Regions from separate parts of the Oryctolagus cuniculus genome. Here region 1 is linked to region 2. The links are chromatin contacts, called in public Micro-C maps. All regions are on one chromosome and are shown on one strand. The core of a region is the stretch at or near the end of the contact, and the rest is flanking DNA. Distances in the headings are between cores, read along the strand shown. Region 1 holds the start of ADAT1 (adenosine deaminase tRNA specific 1). Region 2 holds the start of CFDP1 (craniofacial development protein 1).

Region 1 (3,396 bases), core at 502-3,001, 150 kb before region 2:
AATGGAAGACCTTTCTCTCTGTCTCTCTCTCACTGTCTAACTCTGCCTGTCAAAAAAAAAAAAAGAAAGTTAGAAGGAAGGATGATAAAGTCCTCATTATTTCCTCAAAATATTGAAGGCTCATAATTTGCCATGCTCTACTGGAATGAACGGAATCAGACATGTTCCCAAGCTTGCAGAGAAAAGTGCTGGGAAGCCCTTGAATTTAAGCGGACGGATTATCTTGTCATTTGAAAATTGCTGTCTGGGGCTGATGCTGTGTCCTAACAGGTAAAGCTACTGCCTGCAGTGCCGGCATCCCATATGGACACTGGTTCGAGTCCTGGCTGCTCCACTTCCTTCTGGGGAGTGAATACCAGACAGAAGACTGACTCTTTCTTTCTCTGCCTCTGCATCCCTGTAACTCTCTGCCTTTCAAATAAATAAATCTTTTAGAAAAAAAAGTCTGCTGTGAGAGGAAGTGGAGTTAGGAAAGAAAAGATGAAAGTAGCAATCAGTTCAACATGGGTCAAAGTGGCTTGAATTAGCTAGCTGCCATAGGAGTAGATGGGTTCAAGAGATGGGAAGTAAAACATACAGGACTTGGTAATGAGTGGTGGTGTGAGGGTTAGGGATGGGAAATGACATGGATTGATAGTAGAACCAGTCCTGAGATAAGGAACCCTGGACCATCATACCCTCATGCCTACGTCACCAGGATCAGTGTTAGCACCGAGGAGGGATTCTGTTGTGGATGGAGGATGCTAATCCTTAACAGTGGGTTAAAGCACTGCTTGGGATTCCTGCCTAGGACAGAGTCCTGCTTCCAACCCGGCTTCCTGCTATGGGCACCCTAGGGAGCAGGAGACGTCTCAGTACCTGGGTTCCTGCCACCCATGTGGGAGACCTGGATGGAGCTGCTGGCTCCTGGCTTCAGGCTAACCAAGCTCTGGCTGTTGTGGGCATTTGGGGAGTGAACCAGCACGTGGAAAATCTGTTCTGCCTTTTCAGAGACAGACTTGGGAGGACCAGGAATGAGGAGCAAGCAGATCTTTAACCTTGGAGTAGGGCCACGGCCCTTTTCCTCTGTAATAACGAGAAGGATGGAGTTAAGAACTTTACTCTGTCTCCTCTTAACTTTTGGGAGATAATAAGAAAACTGAACTGTCTCTTCTTTAGCAATTGAGGTGAACAACTGCTGATGAGTGGAGTTTCCAGAACTATCCCAGAGTGCTATACCACCCATTCCTGGAAATCTGAAGGCATTACTCCTGTGCTTCTGCCACAGTAGCTACATGTGGCGATTGACGGCTTGAAATGTGGCTGATCTGAATCCAGATGTAAAATATACACCAGATGTCTTAAACACAGGATAGAAAAAAACAATGTAAAATACCTCAGTATTTCTTAAAACACTGGTTACACGTTGAAATGAGATTTTTATGTATATATATATATATGTCTAAGTAAAATAAATGAGCAAAATTAATTTCACGTATTTCTTTTGAACATCTTTTGGGTTACCAGAAATTTTTAAATTACAAAATGACTTATTATTTCTATTGTGCGGCACTGTTTCGAAAGTTCAGAGTAGTGTTACTAGATACATCATTCCATTTGAAACTACCTCTAACCCGACAGGCGGCCCCTCAGCCTGTTGTGAGCATCGCAAAATACACCACCAAGAGGATCCCAGACTCGGATCCAGTACCGCGGCCTTGGCTCCGCCCCCACCGAAGACTACAAGGGCCGGCGTGCACTGCGCGCGCCCGGAAGGGACGGCCTCTTTGTACGTCACGTCTCCGCGACCCCAGTGTTAGGCTGGTTCCCTCGGCGTGGAGGTGGGAGGGCGTTTTGTGTGTTGGGGTAGCGGGTCCCGGCCCCGAGTCAGGAACCTGTGGTATGACTTTGCCGAGCCCATTTCATGTGGGAAAATGATGTCAGGACTTTCCCGGACGCGTGTCTCGTGGGAAAGTTCCCTCCGTCCCCGGAAGTGCCAGCAGCCACCGCGTGCGTGGAGTGCTCTGGCGGCCAGCGCTTGCCGCGGGACCCCGTGAGTCGGGCGCTCACGTTGTCCCCAGCCCGCTCCCTTAGTGCCCCGTCTGGCTTTTCTCCTTGTTGGAGGGCCCGCCCCGAGCTCGCGAGTGGCCAAGAGGGCTGTGCCTCGGGGAGCCCCGCTAAAGCCGCGGTTCCGCCTGGCCGCCGACTTGACTTTTCTGGTCAGGGCTGTTGGCACTGCGGTCCTGTGGGCCGACAGGTGCGGTGCTTTCTCTGGAGAAGTCCCTCAGGATCTAGGAGGGAGCGCAGGCTTGGGTTCTGATGGACTCGGGATGGCAGAAACAGGATTCGTTCATGGCAATAGCTGCATCCTCCTTCAGTCGACTGCCTGAACGAGATGACTGCTTCGGGCTGCTTCGTGGCAGGGAGTCCTTTCTCCTGGGAGAGTCGGCCTTGCTGGGCTGCTAGTTGATAGCGTGCGTGGTGCTTCTCTGGTTTAGTATCTGGTTGGTGGCCGGATACCTGCCCTCGTTAAAATTCACCGCTTGGGGGTGCCTCCCAGAATGTTTTTTGTTTGTTCTAAGAGATGCAAGACGACTTCCGGTTCTCTGATTTTGAAGTCACAGTTTCTGTCAGTTCCTGCCAGATTTTTGTTTTAAATCCCCATGGTCTTAGTATTACCGTTTACTGCAGTTTCAGGCCTGCACATTGTAATGCACGGGTCTCAGTGTGGAAGGGTCTTTCAAAAGTGACGTGCATTGAGGTCTGCAAACTTTTTTTTTTTGGTTACAGTGCTTAGCTCTGCCCATTGCCACATGATCTCATCTTCTACCAAGAGGCTTTGGATATAATTGAGACCACATGAGGTTAGGATGAGTCTAGTGAGTGGTGATACAGAGCCAGGAGTGGGAGAGTTTCCAGTAAAGTGTCCTAAGCCTCTTTAAGGTCTGATCTGCCTAATTTGGTTTTTTTTTTTTAATTCATGTTTCTAATTTGCCAGTTATAGTCCTTTTGCTCTGCCCTCCCACCACCACCAAGTACCTCAAAGTAAATTAAATGTTATTTTTGTCATGTTAATCACAGTTGATGTTAATTACTCAACATCATAGAATTTGCTGTTATTTTTTAATCTTCACAAGAACTCCAATAGATTAGATATTATTACTATTAGATTATTATTTTTTTTGAGAGACAGAGCTTCTGTATACAGGTTCATTTTAAATGCCCACAAAGGCTGGGCATAGGCTGGGCTGAAGCTGGGAGTTGAGAACTCAATCCTGGTCTCCCGTGTAGGTGGCAAGACCTAACTACTTCAGTCATCACCACTGCCTTCCAGGTCTGCGTTAGCAGGAGCTGGAGTCAGGAGCCAGAACCCAAATCCAGGTTCTCCATTTTGGGAAGTGGGCATCCTGTCAGGCT
Region 2 (3,056 bases), core at 212-2,711:
ATCACGGTGGTTTCCCCGTGGGCCTTGCGCGTTTCCCAGGCCTTGCTGTAAAGCTCCTCCTATAGTGTGCCTTGAAGCTTTTATTATACCCCGATGGAGGGGTTGGCTGAGAGACGTGGTGTTTGGGGGCATAAAAAGAACCTCTACGTTGGGGTGCGCATTTTTCTTAAGATTAATTTTATTTATTTGAAAGAGTTACAGAGCAAGGTAGAGCCAGAGAGAGAGAGAGAGAGAGAGAGGTCTTCCATCCGCTGGTTCACTCCCCAAATGGCTGCAACGCCAGAGCTGAGCTGATCCGAAGCCAGGAGCTTCTTCTGGGTCTCCCACTGGTGCAGGGGCCCAAGGACTTGGGCCATCTTCTACTGCTTTCCCAGGCCACAGCAGACAGCTGGATTGGAAGTGGAGCAGCCAGGACTAGAACCGGCGGCCACATGGGATGCCGGCGCTTCAGGCTGCGGCTTTAATCCGCCGCGCCACAGCGCCGACCTGGGGTGTGCATTTTCAAGTTCTTCCCGGCAGTGGGCTGGGGCATTATCCAAAATTAATAAAAAAAAAAAAAAAAAAAAAAAAAAAAAAAAAAAAAAAAAAAACCTTGAAGGCAAGGTTTCTGCTCTGGAGATAGAGTTCAACCAGTCAGCCATCACCCGAGCCTTCTTGTTCCACCTCCTGTGGACTGGCATGCGGTTGACATTTTTGCCTTTCAGTTGGGCTCCGTACACCACGAAGGTTTGCACTTGAAGTCGCCCTTGGCACTGGCGCACAGCAGCAAGGCTGCATGGTCTCGGGATGGTTTAAAGTCCAGGGCTTCGGAGGCCACACGAGTTACATAGGTTCGTCTTCAACATCCTTGTAAAACAGGCCGGTGTCATCGGCACTGGAAGCCGGCGCGTCCACGCAGCTCTTCTGTGTAACACTCAGCAGATGTGTTGTTAAATCCATCTGCAGAGCCGGCCTCGCCCGCCAGCTTCCCGGTCCTCAGACCGCAGCGCCGGCGCTGGCCGAGAGGGGCTTCGCCCATCCCTGCCCCTGGGGACAGGGCCGTGAATCCCTCCGGCTTTCAGTCTCACAACAAGGCTGCCCACGACGCTGTTCGGTCGGCCGGCATCTCGTGAATCCACAGGTTCAGGCGCGTCTCCATCGCCTCACCTCGCACTATCGCTGAGACGCGAGTACTCCCCGGGGCTGCCTCACGCACACATCGGCGGATTTCCTGCTCGTTTTTCTTGGGTACCGGCTGGTCGACTCATTCACCTTGAACTCGCGGCCAGCCGCGCTGTAACTCACGCCTGAGCGGAGCTTGTCTAACACCCGTATTTTCTCCATCAGGCAAACCCACGAATAACGAGAGCCAGGTCTAATCCCATAGATGAGCAACTTAAGTGTAGCGCCGCATTTCACCAAGACTACAAGTTCCAGCATGCACCGCTTCTGGGCGGGCCCGCACCGCCTCACGCGCCGCACGAGAGCGTCAGCCCGGAGGCAGTGACCGGAAGTGTGTTTCCACCACGTAGCACTTTCTGCGCATGTGCACACCCAGCCCGGGCCGCCCTAGCCGCCGCCGCCGCCGCAGCTCTATGGTCTCTCCCTAGAGGTTTGCTGTTGTGGGGCGGCTGCTGCTCTTGCGGTCTTGTGGATTGGCTGGCCCCGACCTGCAGCACCATGGAGGAATTCGATTCCGAAGACTTCTCCACCTCGGAGGAGGACGAGGACTACGTGCCGTCGGGTGAGCGATTCCGCCCGAGGCGAGAGGCTGACTGCCCCGCCCCCCGCCTCACGTGAAGCGCGCCTGGCGCTCGCGGGCATCCGCTCGGCGCGCCCTGCGGTGCCCGGGGCTCCCGGCGTCCAGCGGGTCCGCCGCGACCGCCCGCCCGCCGGGGGCCGGCGCGAGGCCTGTGCGCGGGGGCGTCCCGAGCAGCGGTCCCCGGCGGGCGGGCGGGGTTCGGCCGCCGCCCCTAGCGGAGCGCGGGAACGGGCACGTGGACGCCGCCCGCCGCTTCGGAAGCTTCTGGAAGGCGGACGTCGACGCTGTTGGCCCCGCTGGCCCGAGGCAATGGCTGGCTCCCGGCGCGTGCGAGATGCGCGTGCGGCCGTCCAGCCTCACGAGGGGTCTGGTCGCGGGCGCTCCGCCCGGAATCGGTGCCCCGGGGCCGTCACCGAAGCGGGCGGTCACGGCTGTGGTGTGGGGCGAGTGCCCCCTGGCCCCTCGCCCCCGGCCGGGCTCGGAGCCCCCACGCCGTCTCGGGGGCCCCTGCACAACCTGCTGGCCGCTCTCGCCGTCGGTTCTCCGCCCGTGTGGTCGCGGGACACTGGCTTCCGTTCTAATAGGGCCGCGCGTGCTTCGGCGCAGTCGAGTTTCTGCAAGGCTCGGTTTGCAAACGCCTTTGCCATCACCCGGCGCCCTTGCTTGGTGCTCTCCGAGGGGAGGCTTTTGCACGCCGCCCCCACCCTCCACCCGCCGTTCCTCCGCCGGCCCTCCTCCTCCTCCTGCCGTTCGTGCACCTGCGTCTCGTTTTGGCCGGATTGCGTTTTGGAGCTGCGACACCATTCACCGCTGCGTTGGGTGGTGGGCCGATCGCCTTCCTGCCTGCTTTTGGCGTTCATTGCCACGTTCTGTTAGCGCCTCGCTGTCCGTGTGCTCACTGCTAATTTGACTCTGAACTTTCAGGCTTGCCTTGCTCATCCCCCTGACCGCGTTGATTCTTTGGGTTTTCACTCTCACCTTCCGAAATGTTTGTCTTCTCACCTGCCCTGGTTTGGCTTGGTTGTCCTCTTTGACTCTTGCAGTGTCTTGTTTTGTGTTTGAAGATTTATTTCACGTATTTGAAAGGCACAGAGAGAGGCAGACAGGTCTTCCATGCGTTGGTTCCCTCCCCACGTGATCGCAAAGGCCGGGGCTGGGCGGGACTGAGAGTGGGAGCCAGACGCGTGGGCTGTGTGTTCTCAGGGAGCTTGAAGGTTTGTAAGCCTGCTCCCGTTCCGGATGCCGCGTTGCAGGCAGTGGCTTAACCCGCTGTGCCACAGTGCTGGCCCCTGTGGTTTTTTTTTTTTTTTTTTTT

The links. Hi-C and Micro-C count contacts between places; a contact is called where the count stands out from the background.
Region 1: a Micro-C map of ear pinna shows a contact between it and region 2, with 6 times the contacts expected there. The contact joins the promoter of ADAT1 here to the promoter of CFDP1 in region 2. A contact is called at or near these places in 2 of 6 Hi-C or Micro-C datasets (ear pinna and an unstated tissue).

What each region holds. Positions count from the first base shown.
Region 1 is chr18:58,005,349-58,008,744 of mOryCun1.1, reverse strand. ADAT1 (adenosine deaminase tRNA specific 1) reads left to right here and starts at 1,751. Exons shown (of 10, transcript XM_051847292.2): 1 at 1,751-2,483.
Region 2 is chr18:57,858,981-57,862,036 of mOryCun1.1, reverse strand. It overlaps CFDP1 (craniofacial development protein 1), which reads left to right and starts at 1,461. Exons shown (of 7, transcript XM_002711685.5): 1 at 1,461-1,723. The coding sequence starts at 1,660.